Linked DNA regions of Sus scrofa: regions 2 and 3 are each linked to region 1. Evidence: chromatin contacts called from public HiChIP or PLAC-seq data. All regions are on one chromosome and are shown on one strand. The core of a region is the stretch at or near the end of the contact, and the rest is flanking DNA. Distances in the headings are between cores, read along the strand shown. Region 1 overlaps WDTC1 (WD and tetratricopeptide repeats 1). Region 2 overlaps LOC110261122 (ankyrin repeat domain-containing protein 34A-like). Region 3 holds the start of IFI6 (interferon alpha-inducible protein 6).

Region 1 (3,835 bases), core at 99-2,598:
GGCAAGCCAGGAACCTGGAGGTCTTGGCAGGGTAGGAGGTGGGAGGTGGGTGTGTGGCAAAAAGCAGTGTCCGGCTGCCCTCTGCTGGACACAGAGTGCAAGTGCATACCCAGTCATCCCAGGCACCCGCAGCTCTGCAGCAGAAGGCCTGGCATCTTGCCTGCCTCAGGCTCCCCAAGCCCTCCTTCTCTCCTCCACTGTCCACCTCCTCAAATCCCCCCGGCTGGCCTTCAAAGCCATGTCCAAGGCAGGGGGCCCTCAAGGGCAGTTCTGTGGTCTGAGGAAGCCAGAAGTGCTAGGCTGGGGACTCAGGCTCTGACCAGCAGGCAGCAAGCCCTCAGCCAGACCCCCCTCTGTCCTGGCTGACTGATCCACAGCAGCTGTGGCCTCTACCTCCCGGGGCTGGAGGATGGGGCCTGACAGTCTGGCAGAGTCAGTTCTCTGGAAGCTGATGGTGGGGGGTCAGGCAGGGGGTGCAGCACACCAGGAGCGCCACATCATCCACTCTAACTTCTCCAACTCCCAAGGCATGGATATGCGGACGTGGGGATGGTTTTGGGGGTGGGAACTGGGGGAGAGGCCAAAGAAGCTCCTCTTGCTCCTGTCTTGTGGCAGAATATAAGATACTCATTTCCCACGTTTCATCTGGAGAGCCAGGTGGGTCACGGGAGCTACTGCTCCTTTAGGAGCTGTTTTTTTTCCTGCTGGGCTGAGGAGGGCCTAGGACCCAAGTGTGCTAAGCAGCACTCCCCAGAACTAAAGTCCCCTCCCCCAAGGCATGGCTCACAAGCCTCCTGCATGGGGCCGAAGCAGCCCTGACTGATGGGGGAGAGGGCTCCCTGAGCCTCCTCTCCCACAGCACTCAGAGGGAGCATCAGGTCCCTGCAGCAGCCACGCTCAGTCCAGGAACAAGCAGCCCAGTCCAGCTGGGGGCCCGCAGGAGACAGAGTGCTTCGATGGCATGGCCTGCGTCAGAATGAGTGGCTGTGACGAAGGAGCACGCGCTGTTTGGAAACCCAATTACCGCCTGCAAGGTGCCCCTCAGAGCTCCTGGGGAGAGCCAGACCAGAGAGCAGCCAGGAGCCAGAGGGTGACAGCTCCCACTGCATCCAGGAGCAGATGGCAGCCCTGGGGAGACTGGCCTGGGACAGAATGTGACATTCTAGGGGTCACTGGCAGGCATGAGGGGATGGGGAGAGAGCAGGCTGGCCCGAGGGCTCACCCATCCAGACTCACTGCCAGATCAATCTCCCTGAAAAGACAGCCCTCAGCACATCCCTCTCCTGCTCAAAACTCTTCAGTAGCTGCCCATCATCCACTGAATCGAGGCCAAAACGCCACCGCTCTGCATTCCAAGTCCTTCCCAGGCTGGCCCCAGGCTACCTCACAGACTCATCTCCTGCCAGTCCCTTCCAGAACCCTCTGCTCCAGCCAAATGGATTTGTTGTTCTGCAAACAAGCTCTTCAGTCAGTCCCCCACCCCCACGCCTTTGTTCACACCATTTCATCTCCCTGGGAATGTCCTTTCCCCACAGTCCCCTCCTCCTTTCATCTCCTCGTCTAAGCCTGCCCACACTGAAAGCCCATTCAGACACCACATCTTCCTGGTGCTTCCCTGATCCCCAGTTAAAGGGACCTAACTTTGCCTGAAGCCCACAGCACTTCACCTGACCATTCAAAGACTTCCTGCTTCTGCCTCTTGGGTGACGAGCTATGTCCACGTCTTTACCCCCTGTCCAGAGGCCGGGCACTCGGGAGCACAGCAGCTCAGAGTGCCAGAGCTTTGTTTCCCTAGTTCCCATGGCATAGCAGGGATTCAGAGCCCAAGCTGAAGGTACCATGGACTGGGAAACCATTAGTCTCTCTTAGCAAGAATGCAGGAGGGAGACAGCTCTCAGCCCAGAGCCTGGACGAAGTCGACTGCATTCTGCCCACCTGCTGGGACAGAGGAAAACACCCCAGGATGGCCCCCCAACTGTCATCTCCTGGGGCTGGCTGCCATCTGAGCCCTTGGCAAACTCCTGATGCCTGAGCTAAGACCTGTGGGGGTAGCATCTTCTCAAACCCCTATCTACCATCCTGCTGACTTGGGTGGGTTTCTTAAGCTTCCCTCTCTGGCCTGCCTAGCTGCAGCCAGACGATGGCACACCAGCTGGCCTGTCTGTCTGGGCAGAGCCGACGGATGCCAGACGGAGCAGAAATGGCTGTGGGCCCAGCTCTATCCATCTCCCGTCCTGGCCCTGGCTGGGGGATGGGGTCTGCCTGCCTGCTTGCCTGCTGGTGCTACAGGCAGAAGGGCTGGGGGCCCTGTGGGTCTCCAAAGATAAAAGCGTTTCTCAGGCTATGGACCTACTCCTTTACCTCCAGCCACTACAACCCAGCAAGACCCACTGTCAGTTTCAGATGTCTGGGATCTTGTTTGTGCTTGGTCTAAATAAAGGGTCCAAGAGCACAAGAGAGCAAGCCCCAAGGTCAAGGAGCTGCAAAATCATTTCAGACAGATACCAACTGAGTTCACCAAATGCCTCATTTCCATCCAGCAAGATTCTACTGCTCCTTCAAAGTCCACTTCAAGGCCCAGTTCCCCAGGAGGTGGGATTAACCATTTTCCCACTCCCTGCTTCCTCAGTGGCCACAGCACTTTATAACAAAGCACCAAATTGAAGCTACTTGTGAACATGCACCACTTAAGTGTGAGCTTTCTTTCTTTTTTTCCTTTTCTTTGGTCTTTTCTAGGGCTGCACCCACGGCATATGCAGGTTCCCAGGCTAGGGGTGCAATTAGAGCTATAGCCACTGCCTACACCATACCTCACAGCAACGCCAGATCCTCAACCCACTGAGTGAGGCCAGAGATGAAACCCGCAACCTCATGGTTCCTAGTCAGATTCATTAACCACTAAGCCACAACAGGAACTCCATGTGAGCTTTCTTGATGCTTAAGACTTCTTGACTAATGTGTCAGGTGCCTTCCCACCACCAACCTGGAGGTGGGGAGGAGACACCTGGGCCTAAGAAGCCCTAAGAGGCAGCAGGATGTCACTGCTGCCTTCCCTGGATGCACCTTGGCTCCACTAGGCCCACTCACCACTTGCGCTTCATGTAGGCTGCAGCTCGGTTCCCGTAGAGCATGGCATTGTGAGGGGCCCTCTGCACGGCCTTGCTGTAAAGCTGAATGGCCTGGGTCCACTGCTGGCAGGCAAAGGCCTCATTGGCTTGCTGTTTCACACGCTCCAGGTATGGGGGCAGCTCTACCTGGGGGCTGTGGAGGAAGCAGAGCCAAGTTAGACCAACCACGAAAGGTCAGAGCCGTCCCTCGGGAAGTCTGCAGCCCTGCCTGAAGGCCTCTCGGTTGTCTTGGTCCCTGGGATCTGCACTGTCCTCTAGAAGAAGGCACCACTCCCAACTTTGGCCTGAGTTATTGTGATAGGTAATGGTCACAGTTCCAGATGCTCTGAGACAAAGGGGGGGGGGGAGCAAAACAAAACAGAGGGGGAGAAATGAAGCTGTCCTGAACAGGTTTAAGGAATTCTTTTTTTTTTTTTTTTGTCTTTTTTTTTTTGTTGTTGTTGTTGCTATTTCTTGGGCTGCTCCCACGGCATATGGAGGTTCCCAGGCTAGGGGTTGAGTTGGAGCTGTAGCCACCGGCCTACGCCAGAGCCACAGCAACGCGGGATCCGAGCCGCGTCTGCAACCTACACCACAGCTCACGGCAACACCGGATCGTTAACCCACTGAGCAAGGGCAGGGACCGAACCCGCAACCTCATGGTTCCTAGTCGGATTCGTTAACCACTACGCCACGATGGGAACTCCCCGTTTAAGGAATTCTTAATC
Region 2 (3,823 bases), core at 69-2,568, 270 kb before region 1:
TCCAGGCAGATTCGATCCCCCTCACTTTTCCTCTCTGTCCCACCCACCCCCTTTTCTTTTAAATTTGGTTTGTGGAATACCGAGCTCTGTCTCATGTCAGCCACCCAAGACCAGGGGTACCGTGGTACCAGATGCCCAGGCACTTCTAGTCTGATTAGTGAGGTCAAGCAGACTCACTGTCATGGGATGGAGCCCAGCTCTGTCTCTGGGTCCCCTGGGTCTTTTGGGACAGAGCCGGGGAGGGGAAGCCAGGATGGGGAGCCAGGATGGGGTGGAGCTGGGAACTGTAGGGGGAGGCAAGGGTAACATTGTTGCTAATGTCAGCAGATGGGCCCCCCAGGGAGGTGGGGAGGAGAGAGACAGAGACTGCCTCACGGGACATGGAGAGAGGAAAGATGGTGACAGAAGCCAGTGATGAGGGGGTGAGCGAGAAAACAGTCAAGGAGAAGAGCCAGAATCGCAGCCCCTGGAGATGGCGACCAGGGGACCAAGAAGGGCTAGGCACATGCCACTCCCACCCCAAGAGCCTGAAATGAGTGGGTACGGAGCACCTCTCACCCAGGGTGAGATGCCGGCTCGGATTGTATTTGGAGGAGAGACAAGCCAGTGTCTCTGGGAGGAGGGAGGAGGACAGGTGGGGGAGAGGGAAGGACTCGGGAGGAGGGAGACCTGGGAGACCGGGGGATTCCAGGGGTCACTTGACCAGTGCTCCTGCCCCGGGGCAGCGTCTCCCCACTGCCTTCTCTGAACCTCTGGGCACAGAGCCCAGCTCTTCTTTGGACCGGGGGCGGGGCCTGAGGCAGGTACGGCGCCTCACAGGTTGTGGGCGCTCTGTGCCAGGAGGCACCAGGGTTTTATAAGCAGGGAACATGAAGAACCTTAGACACACCAGGGGCGTCATCCAGTTGGATTCCCGCCCCCCCACCTTGTTGGGCAGGAGGAAACCCAGTCTAGAGAGGGGGGCCGCTTGCCCCCGTCAGACCCTTGGCAGAGCCAGGCCTGGGACCTAGCTCTTTCCCTCCACCTCTCTCTGTAGTTGGAGACTTGGAACAGCTACAGGGGGCCTCCTGGGTGCAGAGGGGGGCCGGAGCCTGGGGAGAGGAGCGGGCGGGCACCCTTGTGGCCAGAGCCCCCCCAGGGGAGGGGGAGGCGCTGCTGCTGCCGGAGAGAGAGGGAGGGAGGGGAGAGAGGAGGGGAAACAGTGAGTCAGGCTTCCAAGAGCTGAGGATGAGAGAGCCAGAGCTGGGAGGGAGAGGGCAGGGAGGGCTGCTCAGAAGTGCGGAGAGGGAGGGGGCCCAGCAAGGGGCAAGGAGAGCTCTAGAGGGAGGGAGCCAGACCCTGGCCCCGGCCCAGCAGCAGGGCTGTGGGGAGGGTGCAGCCAGTGGTGGACTTTGCCCGTGGCAGGTCAGGAAGGAGCCAGTTCTGCCCCCGCGGCGTCCCTTCCTTTCCCTATTCCTGGTTTATGATCCCACCCTGGGGTCTCAGGAGGAATGGCTGTGTCATCCCCTCCCTTCCTCAGTTTCCCATCTACTGCGGGGTTTGGGAGCTACTCTCAGAGGGGCATGGGGGAAGCAGAGCCTCCAGGGAGGTGTCGAGGGGCACCTCCTCAAGCCACGCCGCCCCTTTGGAGGCTCCCGCCAGTCAGGGTAGGGTGGCAGGTCTTTCGGGGTTCCCTTCCCCTTGAGCCCTCTGGGAGTTACTGGACCAGGGAGTGGGGGTCATGGGCCGTGAGTGCTGGGATGCAGTGTGTGTGTGTGTGTGTGTGTGTGTGTGTGTGTGTGTGTGCGCGCGCGTGCTGCTGGTCTGGCTGTGGCAGGTGGACTGACTGGGGCCTCCCAGGATGGCCAGTGCCTGGACAGGGCTGTGATTTCCACATGTCCAGAGCCAGCCTCCATTTGGGGAGTAGGCAGACACTCGTGTGACCCCCCTATATCCCTGTGGGTCAGATGCTCTGGGGCAGCTGGGAGGGGAGTGATCCCTGTGGGAGCTGGTGAGGACTGCCTGTGCGGCCCCTCATGTCTGGAGCTGGGACCAGAACTGGAGGGATCCCCAGAGGCTGCCTGGAAGGGAGGAGGGAGGGGCCCCCTCCCAGCCGGCTCACAGGAAGCCATCTCTAGCCCCTCCCTAGAGCGAGGCCTGGCACTGCCCCCCCACTTGGCCCGTCCCTCCTGGATCCTTAGCATCTCTTTCTTCCACTAGGGGATGGGGAAGGTGGGCACTAAAGCTCCCTCTCCCACAGGGCCTGGCTTTGGGGGGAATGGTGAAGTGAGGGCAAAGTGGGGGCCCCTGCCTCCCTCCCCCTTCTGCACGTGTACACAGACTGAGCTGCAGGGAGGCCCTGCTTTCTCTCCTCTTTCTGCTCTGGGGTCCTTGGCTTGGGAGCCCAGGGGAGGGGCCGCTTCTGCAGCTGGCTGGCCCCCCGAACTCCCAGCTCAGCCCAGCTGCTACCGAAGCTTCCAGAAGCTGCAGCTCTGCCCCCTCTTCCCACCCTCTGAACCAGGAAAGGCTTTTGCTGACCTGGGGGAGGGCGCCTTGTGAGCGAGTGGGCACCCTTAGAAGGACTAGCACAGACAACCAGACAGATGGGTGGCGGAGCAGATGGACAGAGACACCCACGCACAGGCAGACGGAGAGAGACGGACAGATGGACCAGGACAGGGAGAGACGGACAGACAGAGGTGCTGGCAGAGAGCGGAGTCAGAAAAATGGAAGCGCCTGGGAAGAGAGAAACGGAGAGACAGAGACTTGGAGAGAGGGAGCTCCAAGGAGGGAGACAAGGTGACTGAGATGGGAGAGGGAGAGGCAGATATGGGGGAGAGAGCGAGCGGCAGGAGGAGATAAAGAAAGGGGGAAACCCAGACCGAGAGAAGGAGAGGAGAGATGGAGGCTGCCAACCACAAACAAGAATTTGATGAGAATCTGGAAGGTGTTTTCTCCTGCTTCCCTCCCCAAACCCCCAGGCCAGCCAAGTCTCCATTCCTTCCACCCCCAGCTCAGTTTCCAGCTGCTAAAGAGGTCAGAGAGAAAGAGAGAGAGAAAGAAAGACACACACGCGCACGCACACACACACACACACACACACACTCCCCGCAGATCCCGGAGACCCCTCCTCCCCCATCTCTTCGTGGGGGGCGGGGAGTCGCTGGGGGCGCCTCTCCTATCTGACCCCTACTCACAGACGTACCTCTTGTCTCAGAAAATATCCCAGAACATTCCCCACTCACTAGGTGTATGACTCCTCATATAAGTGCACGCCCCACACTCACACCTGTTCACACAGGCCTCACCTCACACACACTCACAAACCCACATTTTGTGGCATACATGTCTCTCCTCTCACACTCATCTGGAATCTCACAAACATAACTGGTGAACTCGTCCCTTAGGCTTTCTTATCCATACAGGCGGGGCCACTGCACAAGCCTTTTCGTGAGGTCTTGGGACATGTTCACACACACACACACACACACACACAGTCGTACTCACACGATGGTGGCAGTCACACTAGGGCAGAGAGAGGACTCTTCCTCTTTGGAGGCAAAGATCAGGGTTTCCGGGGAGCCACGGTGTCGTGGGGGCTGGGGGGTAGAATGCCCCCCACTCTGACCTAGTTGGCAGGGTGGGGAGGCAGGAGGCCCTCTCAGCTGGTGGGAGCCCTCCGGGGAAGTTGCAAGGCCTGGCCTGGACACAGATGAATTGGCCGGTGTGAAAGAGCTGAGGGTTGGTGAGAGTGTGTGTGCATTTGTGTATGTGTGTGTGCACATGTACAAACGTGCACTTGTGTACAGGTATACGGGATGGCGAGTGTGTGTGAGAGAGACTG
Region 3 (3,596 bases), core at 738-3,237, 330 kb before region 1:
GCATACATGACTCTGATCTGGCATTGCTATGGCTGTGGCATAGGCCAAAAGCTACAGCTCTGATTTGACCCCTAGCCTGCGAACTTCCATATGCCGTGGGTGCGGCCCTAAAAAGACAATCAATCAACCAATCAATGGCAAATGGCTGGACTAGTTGGTCAAAGGCATGGAACAGAGAAGTGGAACTTGGGGAGTTCCCGTCGTGGCTCAGAGGTTAACGAATCTGACTGGTATCCATGAGGATGAGAGTTCGATCCCTGGCTCCGAGCAGCGGGTTAAGGATCCAGCATTGCTATCATCTGTGGTGTATGTCACAGATAAGGTTTAGATCTGGCTTTGCTGTGGCTGTGGTGTAGGCTGGCAGCGAAAGGTCTGATTCAACTCCTAGCCTGGAAACATCCGTATGCTATGGGTTTGGCCCTGAAAAGACAAAAAAAAAAAAGAAAAGAAAAGTAAAGTGGAACATTGGAGATAAGCAGATCTGTGTAAGTGGCATATAGATGGATTAACAGGAGTTAGTGAAAAGTATGCAGATCTTTGTGTCTCACATTTTTGCTCACCATTGACCTCCTACTGCAGATGAGGCTCTCCAGCCAGATGGTCAGATATCCCATCCTGTGGATGTCAGCCCGCCTGTAAACTTAGTTACCCTGCTACTTTGCAAAAGACTCATAAAAGGGTGGCCATGGTGGCAAGGATGGAGGCTATGAATGGACCCAACAACTTGGCATCCCTTTCACCAAGGCTGATCTAACAATGGCCAACAAATAGCCCACCAGCCAGCAGCAGGCAGCAGCATAGCAACATTGGTCAGAGAGAGCAGCCAGCACTGTGGTGGCAGGTCAGTTACATCAGTCCCCTTCCACTTTGGAGAAAGCAATGATTCATTTTCCTGGAATTGTTATGTACTCCAAATATGGATTGTACTTCTAGTTCTGCAAGCAATAATATCTGAAAGTTTAAAGAATACTCAATCTGGAGATCCTGTTGTGGCTCAGCGGGTTAAGGACCTGACATTGTGTTCCTGAAGATTCGGGTTCGATCCCTGGCCTGGCTCAGCGGGTTAAGGATCTGGCATTGCTGCAAGCAACAGTCACAGATACTGCTCAGATCCAGTGTTGCTGTGGCTGTGGTGTAGGCTGGCAGCTACAGCTCTGATTCCACCCCTAGCCTGGGAACTTCCATATGCCTTGGGTGTGGCTCTAAAAAGAAAAAAGAGAGAGAGAAAGGAAGAAAGAAAGAAAGAAAGCGCAATCCATTACCCAGGGCTAGAAGACCCATTTTAATGGCAAATTAAATGTGTGGCAATGGCCTCTGAACGTGGGCGTCACCGGTCTTACCATATACCCATCACCCAGAAGCAGCCAGCCTGAGAGAACAATGGAATGGAGTGATTTCATTTCCACAAGCTTTAATCTCCTCTGCAAAATAGGTCTGTACACAAATGACGGTAGTCACAAGACTTGTGGGATTGGATCTCTTTCCAGGCCCTTGTATGCAGCAAGTGCTCAATAAATGCAGGCATGATTATTACTTTGTTTTTTCAGGGACGCACCCATGGAATATGGAAGTTCTCAGGCTAGGAGTTGGATTGGAGCTGCAGCTGTTGGCCTACACCATAGCTCATGGCAACGCTGGCTACTTAACCCACTTAGCGAGGCCAGGGATCAAACCTGCAACCTCATGGTTCCTAGTCGCATTTGTTTCCACTGAGACACAATGGAAACTCTTGTGGGCATTATTATTAATTGACTCGAATTGTGAAAGACCTTGTGCCCCAAGAGGTGCTGGTGGTCTGGCTTCACTAAGCCCTGCAGGGCTGTGGACCCCACCCTAATGTGACCTGCTTTGAATACTCTTAGCTGTTTGGAAAGTCACTGGCTTGAATTATACTGTCTGGCCACTAAGCAGCTCAGCAGAGATATTGTCACTGAGCAGAGCTGTAGGGAGGAGACAAGACACTGTAGAACCCTGGAAATGGAAACTGAAACTGGAAACTTGACAGCAATTGGCCACTTGGGGAGGAGAGTTACAGCAGTGGGAAGGATTATAAAAATCCAGCCTGAGAGCCGTTATCTCACTGCTACTGCCATCTATCAGCAGGCTCCAGGCAAGAAGATTTCTTTTCTGCTCTCTTCAAGGTAAACCCAGAAGCTATAAGGTGTGGGTGTCAGGCTGCCTGCCTGTGAGCCTCAGGCCATGAGGGCCAGGATGCCCATTCCTCAGGGAGGCTACACCATTGAGTCCCCTTTAGTGTCCTGGACTAAGACTGGTCTGAGGGCATGGGTTGGTGGGCTTTTAGGGGTTGGGATGCTAAGCTGCAGGAGCTATGAGACTTCGCTTATAGGTGCCATGTCAACAGTATATGGCCTTAATCCTGTCCCTTTGACTCCTCATCTGTGAAATAAGGATCAAGCTACTTTACCTGCCCAAGGGACTGGATGATCTCTGAAAGCCCTTTATCCTAGGATCTACTGTGACAGTGAGTTTATCTTTGAGGATAGATGACAGGATCTGAAGTAAACCTCCAAAGTGTGGGTCTGGGCATCAGTCAATTATGGCTTTAAATCCTGATTCTGCTACAGCTGGGCAGGCCTGGGAGTGTTACTTTTCTGAGTTTGAGTTTCCTTATGTATAATACGTGGTTGAGAATAACGGCACCCGAGTTCCCGCCGTGGCACAATGGTTAACGAATCCTACTAGGAACCATGAGGTTGCAGGTTTGATCCCTGGCCTTGCTCAGTGGGTTAGGGATCCAGCATTGCCGTGAGCTGTGGTGTAGGTTGCAGACGCGGCTCCGATCCCAAGTTGCTGTGGCTCTGGCGTAGGCTGGCGGCTACAGCTCTGATTCGACCCCTAGCCTGGAACCTCCATATACCGTGGGAGCGGCCCAAGAAAATGGCAAAAGACAAAAAAAAAAAAAAAAAAGAATAACGGCACCTACTTCATGGGGTTGTTATGGGTATACATAACTTTGTGCCAGAAAGTGCTAAGTAAGTACTCAACATAGGGGAAATTGTTGGGGGTTTTGTTGTTGTTTGTTTTTAATTCAAGGAAAAAGCATTAAGCAGACAAAGATCACATTAGAGTTGGGGGGGATATGTGTTCTCCTATTTTGTAGTGTCATGGAAATAGCATAGGTTTTGGATTCTGACAGACCTGAGATGTGTCTAGGCTGCACAATTTGCTCTGTGACCTTGGGCTAGCTCCTTTACCCTCCTTTCTTTCTGAAAAACGAATATGAGATCAGTGTTTGGTGCCTGTAAATATTCAATGCATTGTAAGAATAAGTCTATCAGGAGTTCCCTGGTGATTCAGTGGGTTAAGGATCTGGCATTGCCACTGCTGTGGTTTGAGTCACTTCTGTGGTGCAGGTTGGACCCCTGGCCCAGGAACTTCCAAACTTCCACAGGCCGAGAATGCGGGGCGGGGGGCGGGGGGGGGGAGAAGTGTAGCAACAACCATTGTGTAGAAAATTCTGTGTGACAGGCACTGTTCTAAATGCTAGGGATACAGTGGTGAACAGTTTCAAAACTCACAGCCACCCAGCCAGAAATAGGTTCTATTAATACTCCCACCTTAGGGATAGGGAAACT

What was found. HiChIP or PLAC-seq counts read pairs in DNA pulled down with a chosen protein or histone mark.
Region 2: an H3K27ac HiChIP or PLAC-seq map of skeletal muscle shows a contact between it and region 1, with 5 times the contacts expected there. The contact joins two enhancer-like sites. A contact is called at or near these places in 1 of 5 promoter capture datasets (fetal liver), 19 of 47 Hi-C or Micro-C datasets (alveolar macrophages, blood, brain and 13 more) and 2 of 2 datasets of contacts at active chromatin or transcription factors (alveolar macrophages and skeletal muscle).
Region 3: an H3K27ac HiChIP or PLAC-seq map of skeletal muscle shows a contact between it and region 1. The contact joins the promoter of IFI6 here to the enhancer-like site in region 1. A contact is called at or near these places in 1 of 5 promoter capture datasets (fetal liver), 8 of 47 Hi-C or Micro-C datasets (embryonic fibroblasts, epiblast stem cells, fetal skeletal muscle and 5 more) and 2 of 2 datasets of contacts at active chromatin or transcription factors (alveolar macrophages and skeletal muscle).

Annotation. Positions count from the first base shown.
Region 1 is chr6:84,525,649-84,529,483 of Sscrofa11.1, reverse strand. WDTC1 (WD and tetratricopeptide repeats 1) reads right to left here. Exons shown (of 15, transcript NM_001135964.1): 11 at 3,088-3,261. Among named protein-coding and RNA genes, the nearest start is that of TMEM222, 19 kb to the left of the region's middle. Within about 2 kb of position 1,348, at least 16 of the 83 cell types and tissues checked have an H3K27ac peak or open chromatin away from gene starts, as enhancers often do. A contact at or near this core is called in alveolar macrophages and skeletal muscle, where this site is marked.
Region 2 is chr6:84,794,911-84,798,733 of Sscrofa11.1, reverse strand. The region is part of intron 2 of LOC110261122 (ankyrin repeat domain-containing protein 34A-like); the gene reads left to right. Among named protein-coding and RNA genes, the nearest start is that of AHDC1, 22 kb to the right of the region's middle. Within about 2 kb of position 1,318, at least 29 of the 83 cell types and tissues checked have an H3K27ac peak or open chromatin away from gene starts, as enhancers often do. A contact at or near this core is called in skeletal muscle, where this site is marked.
Region 3 is chr6:84,856,463-84,860,058 of Sscrofa11.1, reverse strand. It overlaps IFI6 (interferon alpha-inducible protein 6), which reads left to right and starts at 1,987. Exons shown (of 5, transcript XM_021095660.1): 1 at 1,987-2,141.